Linked DNA regions of Mus musculus: region 1 is linked to region 2. A link is a contact called in public HiChIP or PLAC-seq data. All regions are on one chromosome and are shown on one strand. The core of a region is the stretch at or near the end of the contact, and the rest is flanking DNA. Distances in the headings are between cores, read along the strand shown.

What was found. HiChIP or PLAC-seq counts read pairs in DNA pulled down with a chosen protein or histone mark.
Region 1: a contact with region 2 is called in an H3K27ac HiChIP or PLAC-seq map of extraembryonic endoderm stem cells, with 2.8 times the contacts expected there. The contact joins the promoter of Lama1 here to the enhancer-like site in region 2. A contact is called at or near these places in 1 of 15 datasets of contacts at CTCF or cohesin (embryonic stem cells), 6 of 484 Hi-C or Micro-C datasets (Sertoli cells, extraembryonic endoderm stem cells, granulosa cells and 2 more), 7 of 115 datasets of contacts at active chromatin or transcription factors (differentiating embryonic stem cells, embryonic fibroblasts, embryonic stem cells and 3 more) and 1 of 9 other capture datasets (pancreatic islet).

The regions. Positions count from the first base shown.
Region 1 is chr17:67,694,966-67,698,973 of GRCm38.p6, reverse strand. It overlaps Lama1 (laminin, alpha 1), which reads right to left and starts at 1,709. Exons shown (of 63, transcript NM_008480.2): 1 at 1,558-1,709. The coding sequence starts at 1,639.
Region 2 is chr17:67,653,203-67,656,945 of GRCm38.p6, reverse strand. No RefSeq gene overlaps it. Among named protein-coding and RNA genes, the nearest start is that of Lrrc30, 22 kb to the right of the region's middle. Within about 2 kb of position 2,340, at least 4 of the 459 cell types and tissues checked have an H3K27ac peak or open chromatin away from gene starts, as enhancers often do. A contact at or near this core is called in extraembryonic endoderm stem cells, where this site is marked.

The DNA.
Region 1 (4,008 bases), core at 460-2,959, 43 kb before region 2:
TCAGCCATACAGGGAACAAAACTTCCAAGGATACTCATTAGGAAAGCTGTGGGTTGGCAAATATAGACTAGATAGGAGCGATTCAAAGGCCCTGCCTGACGTAGCTTTTCTGCAGTGTCTCAAAGCAGGAAAGCCCCACGCAGTCCACTTTCTCCAAACACCATTCATAACCACCCAGGCCAAGCACCCAGCCCTCAGGGGAACGGAAGGCATTCAGAGCATCTCCTCAGTCTAAGACTTTCAATGTCTTGAAACAATAAACCAAGGCAAGCTGCTTTCTCCACCCTGTGAGAACCCTGATTTGGTCACTTTCAGCAACCTCACAGGCAGGAGTTGGGCTCTCAGCGTCAAAAGCTTCCCTCCCAAAGGCTGGCTCTTTTCTTTCCCTGATAACTATGTAAATTCCCCTCTCCCAGCCCCCGCTCCTGAGCTGAGCAGCCGCCGGGCTATTCAAAGCTGCGTTTCCAGCTCGGTCCAGCGCTTTCATCATGAATGCATGAATGAATGGGATGCTCATAGCCTGCACAGCTCACGGCTCTGCACAATGCCCAAACACACATTTTTCCCACGAGGGCATTTCGAGTTCGGCCTCCTACTTTTAACCTGTGCTCCTGGAGAGCAATCTGTGGGAACACACTCAATGTCACTTGTTGCATACATTGAGACGTTTTCGACAAACATTTGTGACCACCTAGCAGGGGCTTGCAGATAACTCTGGGTGGCATGGTATATTCTCTGTCCCTCCACCTCCCATCTCCAGTGCCCACTGAAAATTCACTTTGGGTTGGCTTCTGTTCTCAACCTTGTAAAGAAAGCTACTGATTCCAAGGAGAGCCGACACACTCACTGTCCGACCTTTCTAGCCCCTTACGCCATAATTTATAGTGCACATAATTTAAACACGCGTGGGGAGTCTATTTGCTCACTTTACAGAGTACACAAAGAGCACACTTTAGAGAACACATTTGTGTCCTGGACGCCATATGCGGGTCCCAGTTGCCCAGGACAGCTGACCTTGGAACCCCTTCTCCATCAGTCTTTTCCCGCTAGACCACCCTGGATGCTAGTGCCCCAGAGGAGCCGGCCTTTCTCCTTCCATGGTCTCTCTCTGCAACACAGGACAATGAAGTGAATGCCAGAGAACTCCGTTCCCATTCATTGCGGGAGCGCTGCATACAATCAACCAACCCGGCGGTCTCCGGCCAGTCCGCAGCCACTCAGGCGTTGGGTACGGAGTCAGTGTCCCTTCTCACGTGCCGGACACGCCACTCTCGCCACCCACTGTACTCCTGGATCTCAAGGTCCCACTAAGCTAGAAAGCAGGTGACCCCTAGAGTCAGAGGAAACCAGAGCCTAGAGCTCCAGGGAGCAGCCAGCGTCCTCAGGGAGGCGGCTTCCGCTGGAGTCCCTGCAGCCCCGTGCGGCCCGCAGCAGGTCCGCGCTGCGCCAGGGTGCGTGCGCCCATCCACAGCCCCGAGCGCCGCGCTTTGTCCCCTGCGCCCGCACGCTCCCGCTCGCCAGTCGGAGGGTCAGCGGTGTTCCCGCCGCGGAGCTCACCTCTCTGCTGGCTCCGCACGGTGACCCAGAGCACCGAGGCCAGGAGCACCAGGAGCGCGGCTCCCGTGCCGCTGCCGCGCATGTTGTCGCCGCCGCTCCCTGCGCTCCTGGGGAAGGTCTCGCCCGTGCTCGCTCACAGGCACTGCGCGAGTGTGCTCTTCCCAGCTCGACCCTGGCCTGGTGCGCAGGCCCTTCGGACACACCCCCGCCTGCCTGGCCGCGCCCCGCCCCTGTCCTACCCAGGACCTCCCCCAAAGGCGCCCCGCTGCGCCCAGGTCTGTCCTCCAGGGGGAGCCCCGCCGTGCGGAGTCCTTCCTAGGGGTCTCTTCCCAAGGGGATCTGTTCTGCCCCTGGTGGTGGTGGCGGGGTGCCTCTCCTGGGTGGTACTCTGACCCTCCACTCCAGTTGGGGTGAGCATTCAGGGTCCAATAGGGAGGAAGGTGGAGAGACAGGGGCCGGGGAGAAGCAGGTTTCTGTTAAGCCTGGCCCTGGAGGGTGGATTCCAAGAAAGTATTTGCCCTGTTGACCCTTTTCTGCCTGTTGGAACTGTGCAGTCTTGGCCAATCCCCAGCTGTAGAAATATAGTCAGGTCACAGTCCATTCTTGCGGGACCCTATATCCTGTCTGTTCCTGCACAGGACACTCTCAGTGGTTTTGGTTTGGGTGGCTGTGTTTTCATTTTGTTTGTTTGCCAGCCCCCTTCAGAAAATGGGTAGCTTTTTTGCCTAGGGAAAGCTCAGACGGTTGCTGGGACTTAAGTATAAGGGTAGTCTCCAAGTCTCAACGCTCATTTTGGAAAAACTCGTTTTAAACCTGAGAAAGTTTTAGTTTAGTTTCCTCGCAAACGTATTCATAACGCATTTCCACACTATGCACAGACACCATGACGTTTCCCACGATGCCCTGTGCCGTTTTCTCTTTCATAGGAGGAGGTCATTTTTGTTCAGTTTGTCTAAATCACTTTGAAAACTCTACCAATTCCCGGTTTCTCTAAGCACAGGTCCTTAACCACGTAATGAGTAAATTCTAATGAGAATAGTTGGCTATTATTTGTTAACAGGAAGTACAAAACAAACCTGTACCGTTTGGCCCTTTAAACAGGTACGGGGGGGGGGGGCTGCAGAGAGGGTTTAGGGGCTTAGAGCACGTGCTGTTCTTGCAGAGATCAGGGCTCAATTCAGGCTCACAAGCTTCTGTAACTCTAGTTCCAAGGATACAACACCCTCTCTTGACCTCTGCGTGCACTGAGTATGCATGTGGTGGGTAGTTAGCACAGGCGAAATTATCACACACACGGGGAAAAATCCACTGTGGCTCAGTAATGCCACTCAACACATCACTAAAGGTTAAAGTCAGATGTTCTTAACTACTTAAATATTAAAATGAATACCTAGATGGCAAGTGAGTGATGAGGGGTAAAGTAAGCATCTAAAAATAATTACTCAAGCGTTAAACATTTAGAACATCACAAATGTTTTTGCATCTAAATAACTGCCTTGCTTATATATTAGATACATGCATAGGGCATCGTAAAGAACATTCATTCATGTCTGTGATTTTCTCTAAGAGGGGCAGTTAGAGAGGCTCCTGGGAGAGACCAGGAAGTAAGCTCAGGCCTGTCTTACCTGCTTGTGTTTAGTGTGGGGCTAGAGCTCAGATCTGATTTCTCACCCAGTTTCCTGTACTGTCACCATACGACTCAATGTAAGAGGGCTCCAAGGTCCAGACAGCTCCCCAAATACAGCCTGCAGGTCAGTCACACCTGGTGCTGGAGTTACGGGCAGGAGAACAGCCATCACCTGCAGATCGCAGATCGCAGATCGGAAGCATCAGGAGCCACAGGTCATGACTTACAATCGCGGCTCAGAATCAAGCAGGACTGTTTCAGCAAAAGAAAATTTCACAACAGCACACGGATAAAATGGAATGGTCAAAATATCTTCATCCCAAATGTTTTATGAAAGTTCACAGGACAGAGTTTTCCACTCCTCACTCTGCTTGGCAAATACCTAAATTGCCTCCAGGGCTGCGGAGAGTGTGGAGACCTGCTCAGGGTGAAAAATGAGTTTAATAAAACGGCTGCCTTTTCTGAGAGCCTCCGCACTCCACTGCTTGGACCAGACACTAGTCCTGTCTCTTTTCCATCCTGCACAGTGACAGACCACTCCTGTAGGACACAGACAGCAGAACCATCTTGCTGCTTGGACAGTCACGTGGCTCAACCATCCAAGTGCAGGCTGCTGCAGAGGCCTTTTACAAGGTCCCTCACCTCTCTGTGCTTTGTCATAACTAGAGTGGCCAGGCTCTCCCTATGCAGTGAGCAAGAATAACGCCCCATGTTTTCTAGCAGATGATCCATCTTACAATTAAAAGCACAGCTACATTAGGCTTAATTAATGAGATAGCTGCTCTATGAGAATCATTTTCCAAAGGGGAAAAATACGAGCTGAG
Region 2 (3,743 bases), core at 1,091-3,590:
CCAGCCTGGGCTATACAGTAATACATTCTCAAAATAAAATGTTAAAAAGAGAGCTAGAGTTGTGTTAGCCTACTATGCAGGGAGGTCTTAGGTTATATTGCCAGTACTGCCAAGAAAAAAAAAAAAAACAATCTACCTTGAGTATGAAGACTTTTGAGCGACTCATGCATCTTGTGTTAGATGGAGTGCCTTGTTTACCCCACATAATACTGGCTCAACGTGACAGAACTAAACTGTGAATATCACTATCATGGCCCAATGGGTCAAATGATCCCCATGCTTTCTAGGAGAGGGTATGCATTGTGTCTGCAGACTTTGAGAGTGAAGTAGACACCGATCCGTTGGTTCTGGGTAATAAGAAGAAATGTGTCCACACAGAAGCTACTGTTTTGACTTTGGAGTATGGAGTCAAATAGTCATCTTTAAGCCACATGGCTGGATCCACACAGCTTCATAAGTGCACAGACCAGTGCTTGACTCAAGGACAGCTTAAAATTCAGGCTCTTCCCATGGTCCTTTAGAATATTTAAAGTGCTTCAGATCAAATGTAGTTGATAAAATTAGGCATGCTTAAGAATGCTGTCAGGGTTTCACTTTGAAAAAAAGAAAAGTCACATAGAAGGTATGTGTATAGGTACAGACAGAAAAGCAAGGTAAGATGCCAGAGAAATGAAGATAAAGTAGGAGAGGTTTGTGGGAGAAATTATGGTGAGGGTGGAGAAGAAAGGTCCCCAACTAGTGCTTCAGCCACCAGAGTTCTTCAAAATATACAGTTTTAGTTGAATTTTAATTTTGTTTAATAAGAAAAGCAAAATTATTCTATTTCTATTATTAATTTATTTTTGTTTATATGTGTGCCTGCATGAGTTTATGTGCACCACCGCGTGCACAGACTCACATGGATCTAGAAGAGGACCTGGAGTTATAGTCAGTGAGTTACTGGATGTGCATGCTGGAAATGGAGTTCTAGGCCTCTGTGAAAGCAGTAAGAGATCCCCTAACCACTGAGCAGCCTTTCCAGTCCCCAAACCATACAGCTGGTACCTGATCCCCATAACAACCGTGCTAAGGCTGGACACATAATGGCTTGAATGCTCAAGGTCATGTGGTCACCCGTGATGCCCAGACCTATCTTGGTTATCTCTACTCCATATTGTTGAACTTAAAATTCTAGCAGAAGGATATCATTTGGGAAGGAGCTTAGGGTTAGAATTCTGTGTTCCCCGAGGCTCAGGCAGAGTATCAAGCCAAGCGAGAAGGGGGGATATTCCAAGGCAGAAAGCAACAGAGATCTCAGTCATGTCAAAGACATCCCTGCTTGTCCTGATCACCCTCAGACTTTCTTTAAAGCTTTGCTGTCCTTCCCAGAAGCCTCGGCTAGGACAATGCCTCTCCGGCTTCTGTCTGACCTTCTACCACAGTGCTCATGTGCATGTCTCCACAAAAGTCGAGTTCTATAGAGGGCTTATAGCAGATTTTGTTACACATTGTCTTCCTTAGGGTTTCGCTGCTGTGAACAGACACCATGACCAAGGCAACTCTCATAAGAACAACATTGAATTGGGGCTGGCTTACAGGTTCAGAGGGTCAGTCCATTATCATCAAGGTGGGAGCATGGCAGCATCCAGGCAGATGTAAGGCCAAAGAGTGTTCTGCCTCTTGTTGTGAAGGCACCTAGGAGAAGAATGGTTCCCATGTGGTTAGGGGCAGGGTCTCATTGCTCACCCCCATGACAAAACACTTCCTCCAACAAGGCCACACTTCCTAATAGTGCCACTCCCTGGGTCAATCATATTCAAACCACCATACATGAAAGTATAAGAACTTCTTCTCCTTCAGTAACTGAGGTAAGATGGCCAATACTGGGCCCTATACACATAAGCAATAGAGCCCAGGGGATCTGTCTGTCTGTCTGTCTGTGTGTGTGTGTGTGTGGTGGTGGTGGTGGTGGTGGTAGTGGTGGTGGTGTGTATGTGTGTGTGTGTGTGTATCTACATAGAGAGTTTTTCACAGCAGATGCGGCATTAGAACTGTCTACATTCCAGTGCCCACACTCTGTCCTCACTGACACGACTTCATTCTTCTATTTTTCCTTCTTGATAAAAGTCCATTTCTTTAGGAAACACTGGTCTTGAAAGTATTGATGGTTCCAACTAACAATGGCTACACTTACTTTCAGTCTTGTGATGGTGTACAAACAATCCAAATTTAATTGAAATCATGCTCAAAAGTTTTGAGTTTGGACCTTTTCCTCAGCTGGCACGGTGAGTCATGTGGATAGGCTGCGGGACATAATCTGTGCCCCCATGCCATGTATGTGCTGTTGGGCTGGCTTGGTTGGTTGAGTACATGTCTAGATGCACTTTAATTTACAGTTTTAAATCTGGGATGGGGTTTCAGGCTGTGATCCTACAGGAAAGTGAGAAGCTTTTGTAACCTCGTCCTTTTAGAATCTTCAAAAAAGACCCATTAACTTTTCAATTGAAACTATCAAAGACATACACCCCAATACTATCTCAGAATCCTAGCCAGGGTGTGCCCAACCATCCTGACTCACAGCACTGTTATCTTTGTCCAGCTCTAATCAACATCCCTTCAAGGAAAAGACCCACCCTAAGCAAGGTCACCAAAGCTTATCAAGGACCCTGGCTTTCTCCCTTATATCTGACTCTGTCCCTCACAGCAAGGACAAACACAGCCTGTGTGCTTATCTATACACAATATCAATGATGGTTCCAAGGAGCAAGCACTTGACAATGTAGAAGGAAAGACAATATGACAATGGGGGCATTCCTCTAGAGATAGGGTGATCATGTCATGCTCCAGAAGTGACCCTTCCTTCATGGTTCTGAGGGTGACTTTGACATGTGGGGACAGAAATGATGGCCAGGCACATGTGATTTCAGGGTCACATTTGTCATCCAGTTTTGACATCTTAGTTCCCAGCTGCCACTCCCACCCCAGTAGAAGAGAAAGTTGTATTTGTAAAGGATGTTCTTTCAGCTTCTCTCAGCTATCTAATAGGCAAACTCTCTTGTTTTCAGCATCTTACACTCACAGCCCCTTTTTGTTCCAAAGTGGTACCTTGGCAAGAGGAAACTGTGAGCTCTCGTGCAAGTACAGTCCAGGGCTGCTCAGCGGCGAGCCCAGAACCACCTGGCCACTGCTCACCCTGATGTTATTTCCTGCTAGTGACACAGCCTCACAGTTCACTGGCCTGGCACCTCGCTGATGGCTGCTTCTCTCTTGCTACCGCAGTGTCAGTGTGACCCTCCCATATGCCCCTCACTTATACCAGGGCTCCACTGGCCTATGGTGTTCAAATGTTTTCCCTACAGAAGCCACCATCCTCTTTGCAGTGTCCTCTGGAATGTGGGTGAACGTCAACAGCCTCCACAGACCCACACCAGTGTAGCTTTTGTGGGAGCTGAGGGAGAACACTGTCTTCTGGGACCCACTGTCCTAACAATTCCACCAACAGGACTCCTGAAGCAGATAAAGGACTCCGAGGAACCTTCTGCAGTGTCACATAGACAAAGGGATCTATGGCTCTATGGCGTTTAGTGTCTCTTCAGGCTATCAGCATGGGGAATTTCTTCTTAGCCCAGGGAGGAAAGGCAGCCTGGGTCAGTTTACCTGAGTGGCCATGACAAAGGATTGATTTCCTTGCTATTTGGGAGGTTGGAAGTTGATGTTAGGTATCAGTAATGTTGGTTCCTTCCAAGACCTCTATCCAAGGCTTA